Regions from separate parts of the Rattus norvegicus genome. Here region 1 is linked to region 2. The links are chromatin contacts, called in public Hi-C maps. All regions are on one chromosome and are shown on one strand. The core of a region is the stretch at or near the end of the contact, and the rest is flanking DNA. Distances in the headings are between cores, read along the strand shown.

The links. A called contact is a pair of places that touch in the nucleus more often than the background predicts.
Region 1: a contact with region 2 is called in a Hi-C map of Schwann cells, with 6 times the contacts expected there. The contact joins the promoter of Pbx3 here to the enhancer-like site in region 2. A contact is called at or near these places in 3 of 12 Hi-C or Micro-C datasets (Schwann cells, kidney and liver).

What each region holds. Positions count from the first base shown.
Region 1 is chr3:38,078,436-38,085,008 of GRCr8, reverse strand. It overlaps Pbx3 (PBX homeobox 3), which reads left to right and starts at 5,114. Exons shown (of 9, transcript NM_001107834.1): 1 at 5,114-5,358; 2 at 6,182-6,255. The coding sequence starts at 5,159.
Region 2 is chr3:37,954,550-37,961,714 of GRCr8, reverse strand. All of the region lies in intron 2 of Pbx3 (PBX homeobox 3), which reads left to right. Among named protein-coding and RNA genes, the nearest start is that of Pbx3, 120 kb to the left of the region's middle. Within about 2 kb of position 2,689, at least 52 of the 93 cell types and tissues checked have an H3K27ac peak or open chromatin away from gene starts, as enhancers often do. A contact at or near this core is called in Schwann cells, where this site is marked.

The DNA of each region.
Region 1 (6,573 bases), core at 3,865-6,364, 120 kb before region 2:
TTATCCTTATATGATCGTTTCTTTATCACTGGATGGCCCCTGCTGCCATCCAAGAATCAGGGTTGTGTTCACCAGTGGAGAGAAGCAGAAGGCACAAGAGAAGAGCCCTGGCTGCTCGGCTGGCTTTATTCCTACTAAGAAAACCACCTCTCCTTCCTGACAGGCTCAGAAGATAGGAATCACGACAGTGACTGAGCATATAGCCATTGGTCTGATCACGCCGCATGAGTAAGGAGGGCCAGTAGCTGACAGGCAAGCAATCGAGGTTATCAGCCCTAGTGCCGTCTATATAAAGAGGAGACGGCATTGGACTAATTACAACGCATATAAATGATGGCTCTCTTTAGCAAAATTTTTCCAGAAATTATGAATCCCAATCAATATTCTCTCTCAGTCTTCTATCTCTGTCTCACTGTGTAACACAGACTGACCTCTGGATCCTCCTGCCTCAGCCTCTTTGAAGGGTTTTAATATAGAAAGGTGGATCGATGTCCGCGGAGGCTACATGTCAGAAGCATCCAGTATATAGGCCAATTCTAGAGATTCACGCCTAAAGCAGTAGAAACAAGGGAAGAATCACACTTTGAGGGATGTTCTAGTTTACTTCTTTCTTACTGCAATAGAACACTGATCAGATCAAGTTGGGGGAGAAAGGGTTAAAGTCTATCATCAAGGGAAGTCAAGGCAGGAGCTCAAGGCAGGACACTGAATTCAAGGACTGAAGCAGAGGTGGGGGGGGAGCTCTAGGTGAGTCCTCCCACATTAATTAGCAATCAAGACAACATCCATGCCCACTGCCCACGGCCTAGTCTGATGGAGGCAGTTCTGCAGTTGAGTCTTTCTTCCTGGAGTGAAGAATATCAGTGTAGACAATAAGCACCGAGAGTTTTTTCTAAAATGACAACTTAGAAAACCTAACCTTTTTGGGAGATGGTGTGGCAGCTCGGAAGAGGACCTTAGTTCAAATATCTAGAACTCAGGTAAAACGCTAAGAATGCTTGTGAGAGCTCTGACAGCAACGGTGGCACTGTGCGTGGAGAAAGAGCTCTGGAGTTTCCTGGTCATCAGCTTAGCTCCAGGTTCTGTGAGAGGCTCTGCCTAAAAGGGACAAGGTGACGAGAGACAGTGCAGGACACACGGCCCCTACCCTGGACTTTATATGGGTATATATGGGTATGGAGATGTGAAGAAACATGATATGTATTCACCACACCTATATGCACAAAGAAAACGTAATTTTTTTCTTAGCCAGCTAAGTTCTATTTTTTTCTTTCTTAAACCAAACCAGTTACATGTTGAAGTCACGTCTTAAAATACCTTGCCCTTAATACCACTTTGTCACTGTTAATGTTATAAGAATGTCCACTTGCCAAAAGTAAATTACATTTTCCTTGACTTTTAAAGTAATCACCACTTTAGGAACAGCAAAGAGATTCAGGCACTTAGGCAGGGTCTATTCTAATAATCTGTGAAGGCATGGCGGTGACTTACATTACTAAGCAGAGATAAGGCAACCTCAGATATGAGGGTCTGTGGTGCAGCTTAGGTGGTAGATGGCTTGCTTAGCATGCAGGATGCCTGGGTTTCATCCCTAACAGAGCATAAACCATTAGCATTCTGGAGGATAGATGCAGGAAGATCAGAGTTCAAGGTCATCCTTAGGTACATAGTGAATTTAAGCCAGCACAAGGTATATGTAAGATCTTATGTTAAAAACAAACAAACAAACAAACAAACAAATCGATAGCATGGAGAGAGAGAGAGAGAGAGAGAGAGAGAGAGAGAGAGAGGGAAAAGAGGAGGAGGAGAAAGGGGAGAGAGTGACTAGAAGAAAGGGGAGAGAGTGACTAGATAGCTCAGTGGTTAAAAGTCATGGCTGTTCTTCCAAAGGACCCTAGTTTGATTCTGAGGATCTACATGTCATACTAAAACTGCCTACAATTCCAGTCCCAAGGGAACTTGACACCTTCTTCTGGCCTCCATGGATACCTGGCTCACATATGGTGTAACAGATGAACATGCAGACAAAACACCTATATACATAAAAATAAAAATATCTTTAAAAATATACTTTACCTCAACTACAGTTGCCAGTGGGCCTGTGAAGGAAATCCTGCTAAGACCCACTGGCTTTTCTCACTTATTATAGTAGTAATAACCAAATGGGAAGTCTCCTAAGCAAAAGGTTTGTCTGATCCCACTTACTACAGAAATATCAGGTTTCTGTACCTCCAAATGACCACAGATTTAGAGGTGTGTGCTGTAACCTAGCTGCAGAAGTCAGGCATTTAACAAGTTTGTTTTATTCCTAATTGCTGGCATTTGCTTAAGTGCTTCCTTAATTCTAATTTATGTTTTTATGTTCGAGTTTGTTTACATAGCCCATAGTTCCCAATTGTCTTTATTTGCTTAAGTGTTTCTTTAATTTTATTTACATTTTTATATACGTTGCTTTGCTTACATAACTCATTGTTTGGAGCAGGCTAGGAATAACCATAAATCCCCATTGCTAATTAGCCTCATCCTCATGACTGATTAGTCAAGATTATGAGCCTAGAAGGAGGGCAGGGAGGAGGCCTAATAGTGACTCACAGTATCATTGAATTTCAGAGCTGGAAGGAATCTGAAAGCTTACAGCATCTTTCAGATAAAATTCTGTAATTTTTACATCTTCAGCATTAAAGAATCACAAAAAGTTGTCTGCTTGCTCTCACTCTTTATGTAAAAAAAAAAAAAGAGCAAGGATTTGGTGACAGTTTGAAAAACAAGTTTAGAGTAGAGAAAATCCAATCAATGATGGCTGTAACTCATAATGAGTACTTGAAGAATCAGCAACTTGACACACACAAGAGCAGAGAATATTAATGAACTCAAAGGAGGCTCTTTGGACTTAAGCAGGGTAGATTGTCTGGAACTCCTTCCCCAGCAGCTGTGCAGTTGGTAAGGCTTGTAGCTTGCCTGGCCTGTGAGTTTGGCTGTTAGCGTTGCAGTGGGGAGTATTTAAAATCACACTCAACATACGAAGGAAAGAACCTGGAACTGAGTAGCCTGCTTTATTCCAAGACTCCATCTGGCATTTAAAGAACTGCTTGTCCTACATTCAACCCTGCAGAGTAACAGCCATTTTTCATCTCCTCACACCTCTATTTTTAGTTTCAGGTAAGACAGCTTATTGAGTCTGAGGAAGGAACATTTAGAGGTAAGAGCCACCAGTTAAAGACTTAACCTAGGATGATCTCCATGGATTTAAAATGAGATCATGTTGAATCTTCAGCCTGAGAGATGAGGTCGAGATCAACTTCAAGACTCTACCGGAGGTGTAGGTGCAGATTCCAACACCGTTTTAGCCTTTAGACTCTAGTGGGCAGAAATATAATGGATGAAGAGTTGTTACAGCTATGTAAATCTGTAGCTGAAGTTGACTACTGTCGAAGGGGTAAGTTGACAAGCGAAATCCAGTCCATTTCTAAACAAACTTGTCTGTGAGACTATTGTCTCGCTCTCCAAAGGTTCCGCACATCTGCCAGAGTAGTCCCCGGATCTCCAGGACTTGTCGAGTGTGCAAAGTGCAGTTAGCTTAGAAATTAGTCCTGGACTTCACTCTCTCCAGCCGACGTGTTTCTCTGTGACCTTTCCATCTGCTATCTTTTCAGAGAAGGGCTCCGTCCATGCGAAACCACGGGCTCACTCTAACTGGTCACTCCTCGAGGGACAGCGTAGGGCCCTAGTGCCAGCGCTAACTCCTAGCCCTGACTTCGGGTTACCATAGCGACCGTGGGATGGGCAAGGCTTTTAGACCCTCTTTCCCGGTCTCAGCCCAGGACTTTCGAACGCTCCAATTGGGACAACCCTTTCTTGGCTCTGTCCCGCCTCATTCGGCGCTGAGCGTAATGCGATTGGCCCTGGACTTGCGGCCTTGTGCCCAGAGGGTACCACCTCTTGACAGGAAGAGTGGGAAAGTAGACCAGGCACTGTCCGAGGCGTGAAGCTCATCTCATGCAACGGGGGACCACGCCGTTGGCTACGGGGAGACTTTATCCGGTCCTATACAACACCCCCTAAGTCCCCAACTGCTAACAATAGGAAACGTGCAGGGGCCGGGGGCAACACTTTGCTGGCTGGGCTGTCCATCTGTGGAGCGCGGGCGCCGGTAGCCATAAGGCTCCCGGGCGGGCTCTCAGGCGCCCCACAGTAGAGGCCAGAGGGGACGGGCCGAGTTCTGGGGGACGGGGCCAGTGGCGGCGGCGGGAGGCGCAAAGCCCAATGAGAGAAGACTCCGCCCCAGGAGGCGGGGCATCCGGGGCGCTCCCCCGCCCTTCAGATCTCCCCGCCCCTCCCCCCGCGGGCGCCGGGGCCGCAGTGAGTGAGTGGCACTGGCAGCCTGTCAATCCCTCAGCCGAGCGGCCTTCGAGCCCGGTCCACGGCGGCTGCTGACTGGGTGCGCGGCACCGGAGGTGGCGGCGGCGAGTTCTCCCGCCTCATCAATCTGCTGTCCGCCCGGCGTGCGGCCCGCCGGGGCCCTCCACCGGGCTCCGTGTCCCTGCCGCGCCGGCCCGCCCGCTCCCAAACTTTCCTCCTCCGCCCCTCTCTCTCCCCGCGGCCCGCCCGTCGGCCTCCATCTCCTCCTCCTCCTCCTCTGCCGCCGCCCGCCGCCGCCGCCGCTCCCTCCCCCGGGGCCGCCGGTGCTCGGATCCCGCCCGGTTGAGGCGGCGGCGGCGGCGGCGGCGGCAGGCGGCTGAGGGAGGGGACCGTTCTGGCTGGCGCGGGCGGCGGCGGTCGCGGCGTCCCGGCAACTCGGCTGGCGCTGAGGACCAAGTTGTGCGGGGCCGCCCGGCGCGGCGCGGGGCGCTGAGGAGGCAGCGCGGCGGCCGCGTGAGGGCAGCGGGCACCACCGCCAGCGCCTCCGCCGGCGAGAGCTCCGCTTCCGCCCGCCGCTGTCCTCAGTCTCCGCCGCGGCGGAAGCCGGAGCCGGACGCCGGTCCGCGTCCCCTCAGTCGCGGGCCGCGCCGGGCCAGGCCGCCCCCTCCCGCGCGGGCGGGGAGCGCGCGGCCGCCTCCCCCTCCCCCTCCCCCTCTTTCTTCTCCTCCCTCGCCGCCGCCGCCGCCGCCTCAGCCTTCGCCTCCGCCGCCGCCGCCCGCTCCCGCCCGCGCGCGGCGGGATGGACGATCAATCCAGGATGCTGCAGACTCTGGCCGGGGTGAACCTGGCCGGCCACTCGGTCCAAGGGGGTATGGCTCTGCCGCCTCCCCCTCACGGCCACGAAGGGGCGGACGGCGACGGCAGGAAGCAGGACATCGGCGACATCCTCCACCAGATCATGACCATCACCGACCAGAGCTTGGACGAGGCGCAAGCAAAGTTGGTGTCGTCTCATTAAGCATCTTTTGTGTGTGTACGGGAGCCGGGCTCGGGTCCCGGGTGGTTCCCGGGACCGGGGCCTCAGTCTCGGGCGGGAACTTTCTCCGCCCGCCGGGCACTTGCCGAGTCCTCCATCGCGCGGGCAAAGTTGCTCGCCGGGTTCGGGACAAACTCGATCAGTGCTTCGTCCGTGCCCCGCTGCCCGGCCCCCTCCCCGGATTTAAACATCCCGCCCGGGCCCCGGTGCGCTCCGCGTCCCTGCCGGGTCCCGGACCGCACCGCCGGGAAGTGCAACTTTCTCCGCCCGCCCAGACTCCGGGCATCCACTCCCCTCGGCCCAGTCCGGGGTGACCGGCTGCTTTCCCCCACGTCCCTGTGCGGGAGCGCCAAGTTCTCTAGGAGGGAGGGCCGCTTGGCAAACTTTGCGGAGCTGTCACCCGCTGATTATCAGCCGCCGGCCGGCCGCTGCGCCCGCTGCTCCTGTGGAGCTTGGGCGTTGGGGTCCCCTCCGCGTCGGTCTGGTCCCTTGGGTCACCGCCGCGCTCCCCGGAGCGGAGCCTTATGAGCGGGTCACTCCTGCGTCTGCCGAGGCTTCTGTCGGCCCAGCAGATGGGTCACGCTGCTATCGGGCTGAAGCTCTCGCCGCTAGAGCTTGCAGCCAGTTGCGAACTAGTCAACTTGAGTTTTGTTGACTTCCCGTGGTTCAAAAGAGCTTTCCCAAATAGGGGGCCGGTTTTAAATCTTGGGTCTAACTTAAAGGAAGGCGCCATATTATTCCAATAGGTGATGCTAATACCTTTGTGTTTTGCTGTTTGTTTTTTAGGAAACATGCTCTGAACTGTCACAGAATGAAACCGGCGCTCTTCAGCGTCTTGTGTGAGATCAAAGAGAAAACAGGTAAGACTCTGCTGCCCACAGTGGGCTCGGAGACCCCCGAGGTGGGGTCAGATCTACTCCTTCGACTCTCCAGTTGAGAGCTGCTGCTTTTGGGCACCGCCATCTTTGATCATTCTTTGCTTCCCACCTCCTGATCTTGAGAAAAAACTGCAATAAATCTGGAGTCTATTTCTCAATTCTGCTTTGGTACAAAATGAAGTGTATATGAGAATGGAGCTGGGTCGCAGTTCCCTAGGAAGTAGTCCCTGGCTTCAGACGGGGAGGGGGCTCTAGCTAGCCGCCCTCTCCTATCTCTTTTTGCCTTGTGTAGCAGTTTTT
Region 2 (7,165 bases), core at 1,440-3,939:
GTACAGCATATTGTAATTTGACACTTAAGTTGTGCCCTGCATTACCCTATGTCATAATTGATGGCTAAAGAAAGGCACATGCTATGCTAATCATTTGTTAGCATAGCTTGTTAAACTGTGCTTGCCAATTTGAAATAAACTATGCAATGCTCTCCTGTATTTTAAGGTTGTGAAGCCCACAGTTTTAAACAGTCACTTGAAGCTGTTTTTAACTTGTGTTGTGTATGCGCAGTTCTGCCTTTACGCACAGGTCAGCATGTTTGTCAGCCTAATAGCATCTTATCAAGACCCAGTCATTGAACTGCAGCTTTCACACCACTATCTCAAGGGCCTTTTCAGAGTTTTCTGTGTACCCATATTAAATCTTTTAAAAAACATCAACATTTCTTTGTTGAGACAGGGTCTCATCGTGTAGACCAGGCAGGCTTTTTGTGAAGTCCATGTTGGTCTCAAACTCATAAATCTTCCTATCAAAAATTAATATCTCATAGATAGAATTTTAACTTCTTTTTCTTCTGTTGTTTTGTTTTGTTTTTTATTTTTTTTTGTTTGTTTTGAGGCAGGGCCATGTGTAGTTCCCAGAAGAGATGACATTCACCTCCATCACAGCCAAAGTCATAATTTCTGGGAAACGAGCTTCATACCTTTGTGTAGCTCTGGCTGTCCTAGAACTCACTATGCAGATCAGGCTGGCCTTGAACTCAGAGATCTGCTTGCCTCTGCCTCCAGAGTTTTGTGATTAAACGTGTACAGCTTTAATCCAGCTGGACTATAAATTCTTAATAGTAAAAAGCTTAAAAAATCAGAGGGTAAATTTACTTATTTTTGAAAATATTTTTTTAACTTATACACATAGTGACTGGACACGAAGCAGCCTTTGTTAATATAGAAGGTACTAACTGCAGAATGCAAGTAAGAACATGAATGCCGTAGGCTGACATTTAGAAGGTTACCATCCATAGTGAGTATGGAGTCTCATTTTTTTGTACTTGGGAGTGTTTGCTGAAATAGGAGTGCAAAGCTGGTGAGAATGTTGACTCAGAGGCGAGCGATGGATAAATGGCCATCAAGGCTAGTAGAACTGGAGCGCACGATGAAGGAATGTGTGCACTTAGACATAAAAGAAACACTGCTCTGGAGAAAAATGATTTAATGTGCAGAGAAGGGTTATTCATTTTTAAGAGATTAAAAATGATTGAGTATAATACCTTTAATTTGTAACAACGGTCTGACGGCTGCTTCCTGTCTAAAGGAAACCTTTTGATCAGCATGTCTATTTTGATCTCTTCTGCCCCATAGTGTATTGAATGGATAAAGAGGTGATTTTCAGTTATTGTGCCCATATTTAATTAAGCAGTGAAGATACGCAGATGGATTTAGTTCTCGGCCATTTAGTAGACAAATGTGCATGGTTACTCTCTGGTATACAATTGACCCCTTTGTGGAAACATTTCTAGAGAATGTTCAGGATTAAGTCACTCTGCTATGTGAGACCAGAAGTGGCACAGCTCTTCTAGAAACACGCGGATTTGATGGCATCTAGGGGAGGTGTGGATTTGATGTGCACCCTTCTCCTATTCCTTTACACCTGAAAAAATGAGTTACAATTCCCAACCCATGCTTTTTTTCTTTTTTCTTTTTTCCACTTGAAAGTAGAAAAGTTTTTCATTTCTTAAAATGTATAAAATCTTTGGGAAATTTAAGATTTGCTTGTCATTATAAAAAAACATAGCCTTAATGTAATTGATCAGAATTTGTTCATAAATTTATAATTCCACTTAAGTCTAAATGAAATTAACTAAACGCATGTATTTGAAATACGAAGTCCTGATTCTCTAAATAATTGGCATAGTAGGCCAGTATGCCAGTTTGGCAAGGTGAGAAGACTGGGTGGGACCATAGCCATGCGGTGGGAGTCATTTTCTCAGCTAAGAACACAATTTATATGGAATATTCTGAAAATGTCGTTAGGATTATTTCAAAAGATGCATACTTTTTTGTTGTTAAAATATGATTTGGAAGCTTAAATATGGCGTTTCATTACTTTTATTCATAGCATGGTTTAGAGAAAAAAACTCAATGCTCCCATAATCTACATAGTCAGCTGTCCTTAATTTAGTGTGATCTGTCACAACGGTACAGCAGCCTGGCACCTTATGGCAGAGCCCTTCAAGCATCTCTTGGGACATAAGCCTTGGATTCTGTTAAATGTGGATCTCTGTCCCCGGTGGTTCTGGGGTACCACTGACCCGGTCCTGGCGCCTGGCTGAGAGACGCCTTCCTGGGGCGACTGCACACCCTAAGTTTGCATAAAGGCGTGGTGGCAATCTTTCCCCTATGGAATGACGCGAGAGCCATAAATACTGCCTGTGTGGGAGCTTGGTTTCGGCTCGAATTTTCTTTCCGCGGTAGTTTTTGTTCTCAATCACCTTGATGAAACAATCTCGAAGCTGCTCAGCTCTCTGTGGCATTTGGAATGAGTCACTGACAGGCTGATTTTCCACCCCTGTTGTGATGCTGCTTTCTCTAGTTAATATTCCTGCGTAAGTGTTGCACAAAAGTAAACCCTAAGAGCTGCAGACCAGGAGGCTGCTCCATTTGCATTAATTATGCAGTCAGGGCGGGAGCGCTGTCAGGCTAGGCGGGAGGGCTGTGGCCGCAGAGAACAATGGGCGCTGAGACTCCCGCTCTAACCGCTGCTCAGTGAGTCCTCAAGCCCAAGCCCTAAAACTAACTTGCTTTGCTACCCTGGTAGAGGAGTCTTTCCAGGATTTCAGATCTCTGAGCTGCCGCCTACAGGAGAATTCCAGAGGACAGCGGAAAGGCTCCGTGTGCACATTTTAACGGACAGGAGAAAATGCCAAGCCAGCTACAAAACATGGACATCTTGGGAAAATGGTGGTTGAGGCGGGGAGGCGGGTAATGATAAGACAAAAACAAAAAACCCTTTGCCATGAATCGGAAGCATATCTGCGAAGTTTCCCTTCTGTAATTGGTGTGGAGGTATCCTAACTTAATGATGGTGTCTTTCAATGAAACTGACTTACACAGAGAGCACAGGGAATTGAGCTGTACAAACATTTGTTGAGAACCTATGTCCTAGATGATGGAGAATTATTACTTCATTATTATTGGTTGGAAAATGCTCCAGAAAAGAAAATCCTTTTTAAAAAAGACTTTTATATGGAAATCACGGTGAAATGCCCTTTTCAGAGTTTCCCTGCCAGTGACTTAGCTCCAGTCAGGAAATGGTGCTGTCAGGGGTTGTGTCCATTTTCTGTCTTCTTTTTTGTAGAGTACCAAAGATTATTGTGCAGGATTTCTACAGTGTGTCCCTTACCTTATATATCCAATTGTGTGTGTGTGTGTGTGTGTGTGTGTGTGTGTGTGTGTGTGTGTGTGTGGTGGGGGTTAGAATGGTGTGTTTCGGAGGAGTTTCCTGCCAGTAGAACAACAGCATACTGAGATTTGTAAAGATTAATAAAAGAAATACTAGAATCCCTGCTCCCTTTTGGATCCCTAAACAATACCCTGGTACAGTTGCATGCTTTTCTTTAAAATAAAGGATTGTGTGTTCAGCATTCTGTGAGTAAAGCCTGGAACATTTGGCCAGGAGGAAACACAGTGAAAATTTTTCCAGAAGGAATTAGGCCATCCTTTCAGGGCCATGTGTAGTTGCCAGAAGAGATGACAGTCACCTCCATCACAGCCACGGTCATAATTTCTGGGAAACGAGCTTTGTACCTTTGTCTTTTGTTTCTACTTATGGAATAGCATGTATTACTTAAGAGTGTTTAGTACTTTTTTCTGGCATTCTACTGTGTTCCTGTTCCACAAATGAACTGTTTTTGAAAACACGCCATTTGCTTCTTCACCCATCAGGACAACGTTGGCCATTCTGTGTGTGGTACATATTTTTATTCTAATCACTAAACCACACAATTATGAATAGATAATCTTTAGTCTGATAGAAATATATAAAAGTACAACTTTCTAAAGTGAAGGGTGAATCATTAAAGATAGCAGACTCCTGCCCCTTTTACTACAAAATGGTCCAGTCGTACAGGCAGCATTGGAAGCATGAAGTAACATGTCAAACTAGAGGAGAGTGACGTGCCACCTTCAGTAGTTTATACAGCAGGCCCATGAACAGATCATTACATTCACAGGGCAAAGCTGCCTGTGTGCAGGAAGAGCAGTTTGTTGTTACACAAATAGAATAAAATATTCATGGAGCTCATTGTTTCTCCATTGAATTGCTTTAATTATTGCAACAAAACAAGAATTTAAAAGTTTATTTTCTCTTAAATCTTGGAATGGGGCTCTTTCTTAAAAATAAAGTAAAAAACATACAAATTTAGTGACCATTGGGCCTTTAGAATTTTAGTTTAGAATATGCACACACACATTAAATATGAACTCCCAGAATTTTCTTTTTGCTTTTCTAATTAAGTTTTTTGAGAATTTCATACATGAGTGCTTTGTTTACATTATTTCTACCTCTTCTCTAGTTCTTCCCGTGTTCCTCTTACACCCTGACTTCTTTATTCTTGTCACTATATATGTACATCTGTGCATATATGTGTGTATAAAACTACTGTTATTCCGTTTGAGAACGAAGACACTACTGTTACCTACACCTCATGTTTAATTTTACCTTGGTCTAATGGGAGTCCTCGCTGTGAGGCCTATTACTCCCAGCAGCATTTTCCTAAGACTTGATTTACAATTACAGCTCAACTTTCCCCATAGCCACTCAGAAAGTTCCAAACATAAATTTGTTTGCATAATGGTTTGCTTTTTAGTTCTATCATCTGTGAGATTATATAAGATAAACATCTAAAAATTAAGAAAATCTTAATACAAGTAATAAATTGTAAATATTTTTATAAGATATGAAAGAACCATATTTTCCTGCAGTATCATTAGCCTTGACATCACTGTATGGTGCCAGTTTACAGTGATATGAAGCTCATACTATTTTACATTTCTATCCACTAAATAAAAACCTACCCTGTGTTTTATTACAAAGTAGGTGGCCTGGAGGAAAAATATATGTATTCTTTCCTTTTGGTATAAAATATGCATTTGGGCTTCTCATTTCATCCCCAATCTGTGTTATTCCTTAAAAATGCAGAACTGCCTGAAGTCCTCTTTAATATTTAATTCAACAACTTTTTAATCTGTCATTATGCTGTGATGAAGTAAGCATCAAGTGTCGCTGAAAAAGATTAAATTATACTTGGAAATAGGAATTGAAATGATTTAGGGTTGGAGGCTGAATATTTGCTTTGCTCAAGTAATAATAGTAGTAGCTTGGTGAAGAAGGACTCTGGCTCGGCTTTAATGTCTGCCTCGCTGTGCTCCCCTGTGGCTCTCTCTGATTTACGCCGGCACTGCTGAGCATTATTTTATTTAAATGGAGGTAGAAAGTAGAAATTACTGCACTACAATATATTAATTACTCCATACTATTTCTTTGTACGGATTTCTCTTTTTCTGTAAACATCATAAACAATGATGCAACCTACCCATTGGGTAGTGGCTGTTAACTGCCCTGTGGTTCTTGTTAACAGCTCATCTCAGAAGGGGAGGAAGAGCAGTAATAATTAACACGCATCTGAGGGCTGGTGAGGAGCAAGGGCACATTGTGCTTTCCCTTTCACAGGGAATGGTGTCCTACATGAAAATAGGTCCTGACAGTACTGTTAATATTTTAACCACCACATTTTACTTCCTTTAAAAATCTAGGCTTTAATATGTGGGATGTTTTGCAATTAGACAGAGGGGTAAACTTTTAGACTGTCCATTGACTCTTAACTGCTCAACAGGTGACAGTGTGTCTAACTCCTTTAGAGTACTTGGTGTCTGCATACCTCCAGATCGGACTTCTGGAATCCCCTGGGTGACCTCTGACTGCTGAAGCTTATCTTCAGTCTAGTGCTGTAGCACTTTGTGTAGTCTTAGTGAAGCCAAACAAATCAGTTTCCTTAAAAAAAAAAAAAAGAGGATTATGAAATTATGTGCTGATGTGCCTTCGTGATTGTTTGAAGGACGGTGTTTCACTTTTTCTGTAATGCATATGTTGTGATTCATATGTGCTCCCTGACACTGTCTGCAAGGGATTTCTCAGGACTGTGCCTTCATTTGTCATGATTTGTCATGTTGATGCTCCTTTTCAAAATAAGCCTGGACACAGACTAAGACCTTAATGTGTAGCACACCTGTCAGAATATTACGCAGGCTGCCTTCATTCTCGGGAATCCGGTGACTGCATCTCAGATAGCTGTCCACTTCCCAGCATGATGTGCTATCATAAGACAGCAATGGAGGGGAGGCTGGGCATGGAGGCACAAGCATAGAGCCCCAGTTACTGGGGAGGCCGAGCTAGGAATACTCCTTGGTCTGCTAACATTCGAGGCATACCAGGGCAGCTCAGGGAGACGGTCAGACAGGAGAGCGGCAGAGCGGGGCTACTTTTCACCTTTTGGAAACACTCTAGTGGAGAATGTGAACCCACTGTGGCAGGTTCAGAATTATCAACACCTAAGTTTTAAAAATAGAGGTTGCAAAGTGTTTTAAAGCACACAGAGTTTTCATGTGCCTTCATCTGATCCTGTCACTGTGGCTGTGCACAGTGGGGCTGACACTGAGGAAGTACAGAGGTCAGTCTGCAGTTGGTGTTTCCGTTTTTTTATAGAAAAAAAAAAACCAAAACAACCCGGTAGCTTGAATTAATCTTATGGTCTGCATAGTTGGATTCTCTGAGTATTAGCTTCTTACTTATAAGACGGACTTTATCAGTGGATACCCATGATGAGAACGGTGAACAGTTAGGTATGGGTAACCCCTACTTCTGTTAGATATTTGAAAATAAAGTCCTATTGTTCTTCATAATAAATTTTCTTGTAATTTATAAATATATACTTAGAAACTCAAATCCACTGATTATTTACAACCTAGTTATTTGATCAGAATAACTTTTAAAAATATACCAAGTGGACAGAAACAGCTGTCCACAAGATACTATTGTAATAAGACACGCTTTTGTCAATATGTGCCTTTTTGTTGTACACAAGACTCGTTGCTTTCTGAAACACAGTGTGCTTGTAGGGTAGAGTAAATGCACGTCTTCGTAGAAGAATAGATAAAAAGAGCAACCTGA